2 separate regions of the Oryzias latipes genome follow, and region 2 is linked to region 1. Evidence: chromatin contacts called from public Hi-C data. All regions are on one chromosome and are shown on one strand. Each heading gives the region's core, a stretch centred on a gene start, on an enhancer-like site or on the middle of the called end of the contact. The rest is flanking DNA. Distances are from core to core; before and after follow the strand shown. Region 1 holds the start of dnaaf5 (dynein assembly factor 5, axonemal). Region 2 has its middle 21 kb from the start of ccp110.

Region 1 (7,194 bases), core at 2,051-4,550:
TGAAATAGCACAAACTTTTGATTATATTTAGCCAAAAAATATGTGTAAAAAACACAACAAAGCATAACTAAAAAGTAAACACTTTGTTTTAATCTAAAATATTTTTTTTCCAGAAATGTATAAAAACTGCTTATTTCTAGAAGACACTGCAATAAAAATACAGATCATAACACATTTTCAAGATTAAAAAGCAACATAAACCACCATCATATACACAAAGTTTCATATTTTATGATCAAATTTATTACCAACCTTTTCCAGCTTTTCAAAATGTTCCCGCAGGAACTTCATAGGACGCTCAGGCTTAGCGATGCAGAGGTTCACGATGCACTCTTTGAGGATTTGCTGAATGTTGTGCTTCTGCACAAAGATCTCGCAGCTCTTCAAACTCTCATCTTCTTCCAGGGTGGAGGAGGAGGTGGCCATCTTATCTTTTATCTCTGTGGCAAACAATTGGGGAAATTCAGGGAGGATTAAAAGAGGAGGGGAAGGAGAGAGACTTTTTGGCAGAGGAGAAAAGTGGGAGAACAGAAATGGTGGTGGGAGGGTGAAAACGAGCAAACACAGGGGAAACAGTGGAAGAAAAACATGTGAGAAAGGAGGGTGAAGGATCCATCAACATTTGTTTTTGTTTCCATGAGGTTAATTAAGCTAGCTGATGTCTGAACATGATCCCTTACAAAATATGCAAACTGATGCAGATGTCTGTTTCTGAAAGGAGAAATGTCTGGCATTACACATGGACACTGCATAAACTGATCAGGAATAACCTTCTGTTGTAATAATAATAATTATATTCAATAGGGATGTAATTTCATTTGGAGTAATGTTGAAATAACGTATATATACCATATAACAATATATATAATCATGTAACAAAATATATATCGAAAAACCTTGCAAATGTCATCTATTAAGTAAATTCGGGGCATTACAATATGAACAACAAATACAAAAGAGATCCAAACTAATTTTGTAGAAATTCTGAGTTGGAGAACACGATGACACTAAAGGTATGACCTGTTCCCAAACTCTAAGATGAGTGTACTAAAAGATAACAAAATGCGACATTGTACAACAAGGCAATACTTGAGTGTTAAAGTGTACTTCTGGTATCTATTCATTCACAGAAATATCTCCAAAAATATATTTTTAACAATGTTGTATTTAAAAGATCTATTTTATTTTTTAAAAATCAGTCAAAACATAAAGAAACAAAGACATAAACAGTATTTTTTCTTTAGCATTTAAACGTTATCTGTACACAAACAAATGGCACGTGCAGTAAATGTTTGGAAACATGAACATTTGGCTTGTTTTATGAGTAAAAATTACAGTGTTAGATAAAAGGTGATACAATTTTGTCTATTTTTAACAGCAAATGCGCACAATACATTGACTCAACAGATTAACCAAATGAAACTACATCGCTGTTTTTTCTTCTTCTAACCAGACAGGAAGTGAAGTAGAATTGAATATTCAGTTGAGTTACTTCCTCAAAGGGAAAATCACGGATGATTCTGCATTAAAAATCAATTACGGGTACAGGACTTCGCTTGTATCGAGTGAGGTTTCCTCACCATAAAAAAGCCGCAGTTTTTCATTATTTATGGGCTATTTTTTTTAATAAACGCGAAGCAACCGATATTACTGTGCACCTGTTCAGAAATGAAGCTAACACGGTTAGCCCTTAGCTAGCCTCAAAATGACAAAAACAAACCCGAAACGAATTTTTTTTTTTAACGAACTGCGACGGCAAAATAACCCTAACGCCATTTGAAGGCCTGGTTCAAATGGCTTTCTTCTACACACAAGTGGGGCGGTGATGTCCCTACCGTTCTTTCTGGAGGATGCTCAGTGAGAAAACACCCCTCTGCTTCTGCTGCTGCTGCTGCTGGTGCTAGATGGATGAGGTGCTGCTGGTTAGCGGGATGCTGCTGCTGCTGCTGCTCTGCCTCTGCGTCAGTTCCATTGACGTCAATCTGTCATTTTTTTTTAGAACCGCAGCGGCGCTCTCTCGAGGCCAGGCACGTGGCAACGCGCCTACAGGTAAAAAAAAAAAAACACTTAAAGGAAACAACCACCAGTAAGTAAATAAACAAACATGCAACAAAAATGAAAGTACTTGTTTTTGGTCATTTATTTGTTAAAGCAATTCTTTTTTGGGGGGAAAATGCGTTTGTTGGATAGGTACACTTAAAAAAATCAGTCAAATATTTACAAATATTGCTGTTGCTTCTGACTTGTTTTGAGTTTCTTTAGATACCCAGGTCACTGATTGGGATCACTAGTGAGCACTGGCCCTTCTGCAGTGGTCAGTTTGCTCCATGTCTGGCTGATTAAGCCAGCAGAATTGCAACTATAACATAATGTGCTGAGAAACAACATTGTTTAAAGTGAGCACACGTCTCATCTCCATCCATTGTAACCCCATATTAAGAACTGCCTAATCTCCATGAATGGACCATCCAAGAAATACTTGCTATAAATAAACAAAGTGCCAAAAGACATGATCATAATAAAAAAAAAAGTTTATGCAGTTGTTGAGCTATATTTAAAAATTTGAGAGCATTCCGTTTATAACCATATATCTCTGCTTCAGACGCAGTCTGAATTAATGAGCCTCAAAGGCAATGTACTATTTTAAAAACATTAATCTTTGGCTGTTTGATAACTGATTATATTGTTGATTCATGTAGTCGGATGCTTACTGTTTGTCTTTTTTGGGGGGGGACTAGTAAGAAGTTATATTTAATCAAATTAATTAGCCAATGTATTCAAATTGAAAGAAATTCTTAGAAAGGTTGGAAAAGTTATTGCTGATTTTGTCCAACTTTTAGATAAAATATTAATAATAAAAGTACACCTAGCATGATATCTTATTAGGCCTACTATATACCTCAATATTAGAAAACAAGAGTCCTTGAACCAAATGACACTTGCAAGTAATACAGATTCTCAAAAAGACAAACACAATGTTTTTGACTGTTTGTTTTCTCATAACTTGTTTTATTTAGCTTGCTAATATCTTTCTTTTTTCTTTTTCCATTTTAAGGGGTTAATTTTATTATATATTACAGGTTAAAAAATAGTTTTTGGGTAGTATCTTACAATTCTAGGTTATAACGTTTATGAGACATGATCCTATTTTCATGACGTAACTCTTTTTTTTAAACAGCTTCTGTTTTTGTAGAAAATTCTGACAACTTTTCCTAATGAGTTTGTTCTAAAAAGTCGACAGGCAGACCCAATATCTGCGTGTTAGTGTTTGTGACGAGCAAACAATAAAGCTTTGGCATTTTTGAATACGTCGCTACCGTAAAGCGGCCCTTTGTTTGTCGTGCAGCGTCAGGTTACCATAACGACAGTCAAGATGGCAGCAACAGCAGGTGGAGAGGAGCACGTTTCCTCGGAAGTTTTAAGAGGACTTGCCCATCATTTAAACTGCCTAAACGAGGACAACAAAGCGACAAGAAAGAGAGCTATCGAGTTCATAAAGAAAGAGACGGTGGACAAAGGACTTTCCAGCGGCGTCCTCCAGGAAATATTCTCAGCCCTTCTCAAACCTCTTCTCAAATGTCTTTCAGACCCAATGGAAAGATGCAGGGAAACTGCTATTTCAGTCATAACAGAGTTTATTCGTTGTGTTCCCAAACCCGAGGAGTTCCTGCCGTATTTAATGCCGTGTCTGGCTCAGCGGTTTGGTGAGAACGAGATTCTAGAACCGGCGGAAGAGCTTCGTTTGTCGGCCGTGGATCTGTTGAGTCTGACCGTGGAGGTTTGCGGAAAACATTTGGCGCCTTATGTGAGCGAAATGATCAGAATTTTACAGAGAACTATCGTCGACCCCTTCCCGGATGTTAAAAGAGAAAGCTGCAGATGCACCGTCAAACTTGCGCAGACTGTTCCAGGTTTGTAAAAGGGTCTCATTGATTGGCTAGAAAGTCTGTTGCCATGGTTTCGATGTACACAGTCACGTCGGCATTAATACAGCTGTTATAGCTGCAGTTCTTTTTATTTTATAGAAATCCATCTTTTAAAATGAAAAGCATCTAACTATTTAATCACTTTAATTCACAAGAAAGAAACCTTGAGGGAAAAAAATAACCAATGAAAAGTAATATCACATTTCCAAAAGTTGTTTATTTATTCAAATAATCAGAAATGTTGTGTAGGACATGTATGAGAGCTGTAAGATAGTGGTGAGTTTTGTGCTGTTGGTGTGATGGAGGAGGTTAAGGTGGAGGCATCTTGTTTGCTGTGTGTTGATTAAAAGCAGAGAAGAAAATGTCTAGTACTGAAAATGATGGCCATAAACAAAAAATGATTTTCTTTCTCCTTTCAGAGCATTTTCACATGCAAGCTGACAGTCTTGTCAAGCCTCTCATGATGACGATAACTCATCAGCACTCACGGGTGCGGGTGGCAGTCATCGAAGCCACTGGGTCGGTCATTCAACACGGGAGTGGAAGAAACATGGATGACGTTCTCCCACACCTGAGTCAGAGATTTTTGGATGATTCACCACAGGTTAATTTTGTCTCCTTCTTTTAGGATCTTCTCTGGTATGTTTCTTTTTTCTTTTTTTTTTTCTAAAGCCTTTGTTGTAGGAGTGTGTATAGACAGAGTTTTCTTCAATAGAACAAATGTTTAAAGGTCCCTTTTTTGGTACAGGTGAGAAAAGCTGTGACTGCCGTGGTTGGGAATTGGCTGTTGCACCTGAGAGACAGATACTCTTATTTTCACAAACTGATTCCTCTCCTGCTGAGCAACACCACTGATGAAATCCCAGAAATAAGGTCAAAAACTTCCCTTTCATTTGTTGCTCTCTTAAAGAATTAATTTAAGTAACTCCATATAAAGTGTGTGGCTTTTTATTTTCCAAATCAGTTACAAATAAGGGATGGATAAAGATCATTTAAAAGGATTTTTTTTTTCTTTTTTACTCCAGACTTCTAGCAGCCGATTTATGGAAACGAGCAGGAACACAGTGGGAGAAGGAAAATGAGGAGGACATAAAAGACAAGATGGACTTTCTTCTCGCTCCTCCAGCACACTACCCACCAGGAGGTCAGCTACTGGAGAAGTTTCTTCATAAATTTGGCATAGTTTAATGCATAACATAATAATGTTAAACTTAAAGAAAATAGCTATTGTAAAATGGTTCTTGATCCACCGCATCTTTTGTCATCAAACCACTCTAGATATGAAGACAAGAACAAACATTCTCTTTAGACCGAGTATTATTTCGTGTTTTGAGGATTATTTAGCTTGACCTCTTATTTAGTTGATGTACTAATCAGTTTTTTCCCCAAAATATGGTTTTGCTTAGATGTATGACATGGAAGAGAAGCTGTGTTATCTGGAGGAGCTGGTTGGGATAATTTTGGATAAAATAAATAGATTGTACCTCTGCCTCCACATCTCCTCAGACATGAAGGTGGGGGGAGAGGAGGATGCTTGTGCTCTGAGTCCAAACTTAGTTCTGGAAAAGCAATAGATAATGGACGTACGAGATGCATGGTTGGCCCAACTTGATTTTACACTTTTTTTTATCTCAATTGTGCAGGTAAAACAAGATCATCATCTCCTTTTCTATTTGCATCCATGCATCTATCTCCTCTTCCCGCTTAGTCCTGTGCAGGGTCACTGAGGTTGATGGAGCTTATCCCAAATACTTAAGGGCAAAGGCCTTGGACACTGGACAATTTGGCAGTCCATACACAAACAAGCACACTTATTTTTAAGAGTTTTAATTAGAGTCACTTATGAACTTATAAAACATTTTTTTGGGCTCCCATGCCAGAGTTTCCAGAACTTCACATGGAAAGGACAAAGCAGGGATTTGGGATTCTTTCCTGCTGTGAGGCGACAGGGTTTGCCACCCCACCACCTCACAGCCCTGCAGCCAGACCCTTTCCATTTCCATGAATTATTTTAACACAGTTTGCAACCACAAACAGTGAAGGGAGAGGATGACTTGATGCTTTAGCCCACAGCTGAGCTCAAAATTTGCAGTGGCATAAGGATGCCACTGTAAAAAGACATTTTTATGCTTGTTTTGTTGACAGCATTAAACAAAACTCTGTCAAAGTAAAAAAGAAATCCAGATTATTAAACAGCAAACAGCACAGTTGTTACAAGCCAAACTGTCCATTATATTTAAAATTGTTTATAATTCACAAGTGAAATAGAAACACAAAAAATTGGTGACAAGAAAATAAAAACTCAATTAAAACATCACTAATTTCTTCACAAACCCATCCCAACGGGATGTGTAACTTCTATTCTTATTTTGCATTTAATCAAAGTTGCTAGCCTGCCAAAAAAAGGCAAAAAACAATCACCAAAAACCAGTTTAGTCTTTGGACATTAAAGGAAAGAAAGAAGAGCGTCTCCTGTCTTGCCTTCGTAAATCTGCCAGCCCTCCCAAAGTGTAGGAGGTCACTGCAAGACAGAGGGAGACCACCAGAAATGCTCTTGTTTGGTCTTGCTGTAGCATGCTTCTCTGATTTATCTCTGGTCCTTCTTTTCTGAGGAAAGAAAGGGATGTACAATCGAATCAACAATTTGAGAAAACACAAGCTTTTACAAACCCCTAAAGGGCAATTATTTAGAGCAAGATATGTCTCGATTTTTTTATTTCATTGTTACATTTGTTGTTTTGTCTTCCAGTGGATCGTCCAGTTTTGGGCTGCAGAGAATTGGTTGTAAGAAACCTCGGGAGGCTGATCCCAGCTATCACCCATGATCTGACTGACTGGCTGGTGCCGACGCGCATCAGGACCTCCCAGCTTCTCTCTGTGCTGCTGCTGCATGCTGAGGACCACAGCACTCAGCATCTGCAGCCCCTGCTAGAGACCCTCTACCGCACTTGTACAGAGACAGAAAAGGAGGTGGTCAAAAACGTGGGTCTATAAGAAACTTGTATCACTTTATTGTTTCCATTCAATAATCAAAATGAGAAAAAAAATGGACAAATCATCTCCTTCATCTCTTTGTCTCTGCCAGTGCCTGGCAGCTGCAAAACTGATAGGGACTTTTGTTCCTCCGCCCGTCTTCCTCAAGCTGTTGCTGGACCGTGTTAACACCCCACACTCTTCCGCTTGCTCCTGGGCCCCCTTAATGGTTCTGGCTGCAGTTCTGCAAGGCTGCTCCAAACCACTCCTCAAGCCACACCTCCAGCAGATTGCC
Region 2 (7,194 bases), core at 1,531-4,030, 120 kb before region 1:
AAGGAATTTACATGCGCAGACAAATGGCACACTCGTAACTGCTGGTGGTCCGGTGTGACATGATAACTGCACATGCACACTTCCACAGACCCCAGTCCTCTGTCTGTTTGCCACATGATTAATTATCCCAGCTGCCATTATACATTCAGGGAAGACATTCCTCAAAATTATGCATGCACACACATGTGTGTATATATCTAAATTCGTACAATGCAAGTGATGACGTTTTGCTTTAAACAAATGGGAAAAGCTAACATAGATTTAAAAGTTGATTAAAAAAGTCATTTCCTAAGATGTTTCCCAAAATCGAACTAGTTTTTTAGGATCTTGTTTTCTTAATTTGGATCACTTCTCTAAAACTGTGGACCAGAATTAAATAAAAATAGTCTGAAAAAAGCACATCAGATTAAAAGCTTTGATCAAAGAATAAAACTACAACTTTATCTTATGTCATTATGCGTGTTTTGGAGCACACTTCACTGGAAGCTAAAGAAAAGGGGTGAATAGTAAAGCCTTTATGCATTGGGCACTTTATCTCCCCACATTGACTATAATCTTTCACCTCATCCCCCCTCCCTCTCGGTTCTTTGATTTTTCTCTTTCTTCTTTTTGCTGAAGGAGCTGACTGTGCTGCTCTGTGAGCGCTCCGAGTGCACCTGTCTGTTGTGCTTTGTTCCCTTTTCCACAATATGATGGGAAAAGCTTGAATTAACAATGCATATGGGTGCTTTGGGGAGGGGGGCCCTCTGCACCCTGTTTAATCATTCTTCGGGTTCTGGTACCTAATCGTGAGGCTCCATGCAGCTCTCCTGCAGGTGTGGCCCCTCTGAACCCCTTCCAGACACATTTCACATGTATTCCTTCTTCTACACACATATAGCATCATTTTCAGAAAATGCATTTTAAAACATTTTGCAACTTTGCATCTGTTCTGATGAAAAAGCAAGAGAAGTTCAAGCATACGTCAGCCCTGTTCAAGGGAGGGCAAACACACGAACACCAAGCAAGCTACAAGACAGGATTATCAGGATCTGACCTGCTGACCCTGAGGAGGTCATGTGTGAGGTGTCGGCTGCAATTGGTGGCCACACCCACACTCTGTCTGATGTTTCAGGAATCTCTGCAGTGCCGTCCTGGAAGACCACACAGGACAAAGTGAAGCAGAACATATCTTTGAGAGGAGGCCAAAAATCATATTTAGGGAACTGACAAATGTGCTTTCCTGTGTGTTTTGTATTTGTATTTAACCATCATCTTTCTCTATTTGAAAAGCATTTGGAACACTAAAGGTTGTCTGCAGAGTTATTGTTGGAATAAAGTTGTTGACCAACAAACTAAAATGGCAAACAGGTAACATAATCTTTTGATTAAATAGGTCATTTCAGGTAGAAAGGTAGGACCATGAGTTTAAGACTTTATAAGAATTAGATGTTTCATGTATTCACAGCATTAACCTTCATGCACTCCACTAACATGTAGTGATTTCTTTTCTCTTCACTCTGCAAGTTCTGTTCTTTGTTATCGATAATTTTAACTCAGTTGATGATGTAATAAAACCCAAAAACCGAGATGTTAATTAGGCTACCATTGATTATGATTGCATTTTTTAGACTCAATTATTTTAAATGCAATGACAATCAATCGAAACGTATTAGTCCCAAGATGTCTTTGCTGTCAACAGTTCTTAGACTGCCTCTGACACAAATATATGTTTAAAAAAAATTGGAACCAGCAACAAAAAGAATATTTTAAAAAATCGTGTGCTAGCATTAAACTTTGGTTTCTCTAAGTTTATCAGAGTTTAAAAAAAAAAATGTTTGCTAAGACAATTTTGACCTTTTGACCGGAAGCCATTAAAAAACATTCATGCAACAAAGTTGTTTTTTAAAGTTTGTTGGATCTGATGAATACTGTTATAATAAAAAGAAAAGCAGATTGAGGTAGATGGCGTGTGGTAGCTGACACGAGACGCTGATGGACCAACTTGACATCAACTTTTCTAACGATATTTAGATTCCTGGACAATTGTGTGTGTCTCTCATCTTTCCCTGTGTTCATGTTTGGGGCTTCAGATACCTGATGGAGTTCACAGAAATGACAGGTTCACCTAAGTGTAGCCCAACTTTTGGTGTTGAAACCTTTAGTGTCGACTTTTACTCAGGCACAGCAGGAACTCAGCTTGAACGTCTTTTGTGCGTCTGAATCCTCTCTGTCGCTTTGGCATAAACTAGCTGGAAAGTTGTCAACTCTCTTTGTGTGGCGTTGATCTACTGCATCAAATGTTTCTCTTTGGGTTGGTCTCCACGTTCCACGCCTTCTTTCTACTTGCTGCAGCGTCTGTCTTCTCAATTAGTGGCTCAAATACACAAAAGCATGAAATAATAGCAGGTTTAATTCATGTTGGTTCCTTCGTCTGTGTTTATATTGTGAGGTGAACCTTCATTTAGAATATGAAAAGCCCATGAGTGCTCTGCAGCGTTTGAGCAGTCTCTTCTGAAGGCATGCACCTCCTACCTTTCCTTGGTCTTAACATCAACACCACAAAATTTCCCTAGACTCCTTGTGTGCATGCATGGATATTCATTTAACATGTGCTGCCATGTGTGCACATAACCATGAGCCGATGTGTATGTCAAATAATTGTGTATGTATATATCTGACTGTGCTTTTGCAGGAGTTGGTGCTGGCCGCAATCACTTTTGATGAATATCTACTTTGGCTTTGGAGAGTTGTGCTTTTTCCAGTGGGTGACTCATGGGGCTTCTGACGGATGCCTGTACCAATTTACTGCTACGACCACTGCTGCTGCTCCTGTTCCCCACCCCAAGTGTGTCTCTGAGTTTGTGTGTGCAATGCAAGTCAATGAATCAGTGTTCTGTGAATTTGCTGGTTGTGGTTGCAGTTTCCAGATTCTGATTATGGACTTTCCACTTCTCTGTTGAACAGCAGACGAGGAGAGTAAAAAAGGGGTGCGGGACAGCCACAGTTCTTTTACGAGACACTATACAATCTCACACATACACAAACACAGCTTAGTATGGTGTTCCTGGCAACATTGACTTGCCATCAGATCGAAACACCACATGCAGTCACATACATCACATAGGAGACAAATGGTTCCCCCTTTTAGGTGTTATTTATCAAATAGTAACAAGCGTTCATCTGGTCCTTGCCTGACCTTTGAAATACTGAAATAATACTTGATAATAGCTGGGTTTTTCGAGATAAAACATTATCTTCGTTATTTTCAATTCGTCACAGATTGGCTCATTCTTTTCAAAGTTTTGCTTCATTTCTTTACTGTTTACAGGGTTTTGCATGACAGCTTCTCAATCACGTTGAGACATGGACTTTAGTTGGGCTTAAGAGCCCACCCTAATTATGCAGTTGCAGGTTTTACGCTCTGTGTGAACATATCATCTCATTGAATGACCCAATTCCAGGTAATGTCTAGACCACCAGAAATCATAGTGGAAAGTTGTTTGTGCCAATATTCTGTTTCACTCCTGCACTGCGGACAAACATCTTTCCTTTGTTTTGCTACAATCGTGTAATTAGTGAAACGCAAAAGGTGCCGCTTTGTTTGATTCAGGGAGAAGAGGCGTCTTACTGGAAACTTTTTCAAATGCTTTAGAAATATAATGTTTTTTAGGAGTAGTGTTGAGACTTCCCAATACACAGAATTGTGGACCTTGCAATCAATCTGTTCAATCAATCTGAAGTTTTAAGGTTTTTCTGAGCATTTTAGGGAAAGGAAAATTACTCCTGAAATTGTCACTATCTCCAAATGAGACAATTTCTTTCATCAAGAGCAATGGAGACTAAGTTGTTTGGAATTGTCCCTAAAACTTCTCCCATAAGCAGCTGCAGTTTCTTATTTGAAATGCTGCAGATGCTATTTCACTTGCATAGCAGTAGCAGGGACGCAATGTATTCATTATGAACTTGAAAGGATATCATAACATTTAGAAGTATCACATACTGATCTTGAACGTTGTATTTGTCAAAATTTAGACCCACTGAGAACAATAGAATAGAATAGAATAGAATAGAATAGAATAGATTAGGACGTTATGGATTCCACAAAGGAGAAATTACCTAAAAGTCCCAACTGAGGAAACACAGAAAAAAAAACATTTTTTTTCAGTACTGTTGACGACCTAAATTAAACCCAGGATGGACCCTTAGGGGACACCTCTAAAGCTACGGTCACACCGCCCTTTGCAACGCATATTCAAGAGGCCACTTCCAATGAAAAGTTTATGTAAATGAGATTAAACACGTGTCTCGGGCTTCCACATTGAAAACTCTCTTGTTTTCTTGTGTCGCTATGCAAGTTTCTACAACAGTTTACAGGCTCAATGTACAAACGGCGCAGCCATTGAATGTGCGTTCTTGTTTAATCAGGTGAACTTTGACCAATCAGGGACTCGGATTTGGAGGTGATTCATTAGAAAAAAGCCCCTTCCTGCTTGTCCAGTGTGAACACAATAGGCTAAATGCGCATTCAAGAACCCACGTTTAGAACGTTCTTGAGCATGGATCACATGCCCTGTGTGTTCGTAGCTTAGGAAATGCAGCCTTTGGCATGTACACACTGGGTTCAGTTAGAAAAGCAACCATGAAATGTGTGTCTATTTTATCAAATATGCTTGAGAAGTCAACAAATATAATACAAGTCAACAAATATAATGTGAACTCTAAGAGTTAGTCTGAGCCGAAGGAATCCTAATTTTACAACTGTATTTGGCTTGTTATTATGCAGTGGCTTGTCTGTGCAGGTATAAAGACAACATAAAGTTTCAGACTTTAGGCTAAATGTCTTCAAATAAAACTCATCGTGAAGCCCCACCAAGACTTTTAAAAGATAAAGAAAATCTGTGAAATCAAAGGAGGAAACTTTGGTTATTTCAGAATAGCATTGGAGGATTTAAATGAACCTGTCAAAATTGAAGTCAAGCAGGACAATATTTCTGTTCAAAATAGCAGCTGCCTATTTTACATCCACAGTTGAGTGCACAGGCTGCTGGTGTTAAGTCGAGGGGCCACAGGGCAATCAAACAAGCTTTTAAAACCAGAAAACGTGACTTCATCAAGGTAAATGGAATAAAGATTCATGGTCATTACTGATCCCCAGGTTAAAATTGTAAAGCTTGGACTAACAGTCACACTGTAAGAGCAATACTTGTTTGTACTCATGGTACTTGTCTTCATTTTGAAAAACATTGACATCATTCAACAGGACATGGATGAAATGCATAAACCTTTTTAAGACTGCGTGACTAATTGCTGGCTGCTCTTAAGCCATCACAAACTTCAATCCATGGCCAGCTCATTGAGATCATGAAGATACACGTCATCCTTTGCGCCACGCATTCTTTTATTTTTACCTTTCATTTTCCACTAGACAGCAGGAGGAAAGAGTTCAATCTTTGGGGGCTTTGATGCCCCATGTGAATGACTTGCCCACCTAGCCAGGAGTCCCTCTTAATTCTCTTCAGATGGTAAAAAGTGCCAAATTTCATTTAGTTGTTACCGGTGTGCCAGAAGCGGAGCCTTTTATCAGGTATCCTCCCTGTGGGTGGAAAGACTTAATTCCATTCACCCTGTTTTAGCAATTCCTTTCCTCAAAGGTGAGTACTGGAGCCCAAAGTAACCAATCCAATTTCTGTTTTCATCCCAGGACTGAGTTTACCCAGCAGCATGTGACTACACCCAAATTTAGCTGCCCACAGAGTGCCTGAGTCAAATCATCTGTGTTTGTCATGCAAATAATAAATATTTCTTAATGGCTCTTCTATGATTCTCCAGATCCTTCCTCATTATTTTCTGTCAGTTCTGTGATCTCAACAGAGATTTTATCCTCTGGACTTCCAGAAATAATCCTATACCAATATTGACACGTGCTAAAGAAGTTCACCTGTGGTGGAAGAGTTGGGGCAGAGGACTGGGAGGAGGGTTGTGGAACTGAGGGCCAAACCACAAGGTTGCACATATGAAGGAAGGATGGTCAGCGGAACAACAGTGCTTCAAAGACCCCTGTTGGAACCACAAATGTGAACACTGCTCACTTCGCCTCTAAAGCTCAGTTCTTTTTTCAAAAAAGGCCAACATGAGAGCATTATTTCCAAACAGCCATTTTCAGGGGTAAGACTAACTTCTATATGTCTTGTGTATGCACTTATGCATGGAAACTTGTGTGTGATTTTTCACAGACCTCATATTTACCTTTACAGGTTTAGCTCATGGAGAATCATACTCTTTTGGCACCAAAGCCCCCTATCTGTTCTGCCCAGTTCTGTGGCTCAGATATGGATAGACTTGGCCGGGCAGGGTCGCTCTGGGCACCAGTCCCATCTTCACATTGAAGTGATGAAGGAGGACTCTGTCCCACAGCAAAATCTCCTTCAACCACAGCTGCAGAGGTGAGGAGGCACCCAGGGGACACGCTGGCTGGCGTCTGAGGAGACGTTCACACAACTGGCAAGCGCGAGTTTGGCTGTTCTGGAGGTGGCGGTGCCAGCATGTCTTACCCACTGCTGCCATGCTCAGCTGTCAAGTTCTGTGTTCCTGTGGGTCAGCAAACGCTATCTCTTTGTGAAAAGACAGCATGGAGGTTCATGTGTGTCTGGATGCATTACAGATTATATTTTAGTGATAAATGCTGTTCGTCTTTTTTATTTCACAAATGTAAAATTAACCTCTAATGCTACGTTGGCACTGGGCACATGCAAGCGTTCAAGAACCCACTTAACTCAGGTTAGTGAAAGCACTTATAGGATATAGTTTTCATTCTGTACTGTTGTTCAATGTCCATGCGTTTTGCATGAAGAGCCCAAAAACACACTTAAAACTTGAGTAGCTACTTCTGAACACATGACTTTTGAATGCGGAAGCCCAAAATATGCATATACATGTGTTAACATAGACTTTTCACTGGACGTGGTCACTTGACCGCACGTTGCTGAGGTCGGTGTGAACGTAGCAGAAGGACTTTGTTTCTTCCACTTTACCCTTCTCTTCAAGTCGATCATTTCTTTTCATAACACGCTGGTGAGCTTTTACTGTAATCTGCCCAGGTGCTGGTGAAGATGGAGCTGTGATAATGGACCATCACATGAAAGAAGGATCAAAGCTTCTCTTGAAGATCTGATGATGGTTGAGGGTCCCTGCATAGGGGTAGGGCCTCGTGCT

What was found. Hi-C and Micro-C count contacts between places; a contact is called where the count stands out from the background.
Region 2: a Hi-C map of embryo shows a contact between it and region 1, with 4 times the contacts expected there. The contact joins the enhancer-like site here to the promoter of dnaaf5 in region 1. A contact is called at or near these places in 2 of 5 Hi-C or Micro-C datasets (embryo and gastrula embryo).

What each region holds. Positions count from the first base shown.
Region 1 is chr8:11,351,616-11,358,809 of ASM223467v1, reverse strand. dnaaf5 (dynein assembly factor 5, axonemal) reads left to right here and starts at 3,300. Exons shown (of 13, transcript XM_011478184.2): 1 at 3,300-3,911; 2 at 4,346-4,530; 3 at 4,675-4,799; 4 at 4,952-5,070; 5 at 6,676-6,908; 6 at 7,012-7,194. The coding sequence starts at 3,374. prkar1b (cAMP-dependent protein kinase type I-beta regulatory subunit) reads right to left here and starts at 1,992. Exons shown (of 11, transcript XM_011478185.3): 1 at 1,836-1,992; 2 at 253-499. The coding sequence starts at 426. It overlaps LOC110015473 (a long non-coding RNA gene), which reads right to left and starts at 6,745. Exons shown (of 2, transcript XR_002290678.1): 1 at 6,655-6,745; 2 at 5,738-6,533.
Region 2 is chr8:11,466,372-11,473,565 of ASM223467v1, reverse strand. No RefSeq gene overlaps it. Among protein-coding and RNA genes, the nearest start is that of ccp110, 21 kb to the left of the region's middle. Within about 2 kb of position 2,780, at least 1 of the 8 cell types and tissues checked has an H3K27ac peak or open chromatin away from gene starts, as enhancers often do. A contact at or near this core is called in embryo, where this site is marked.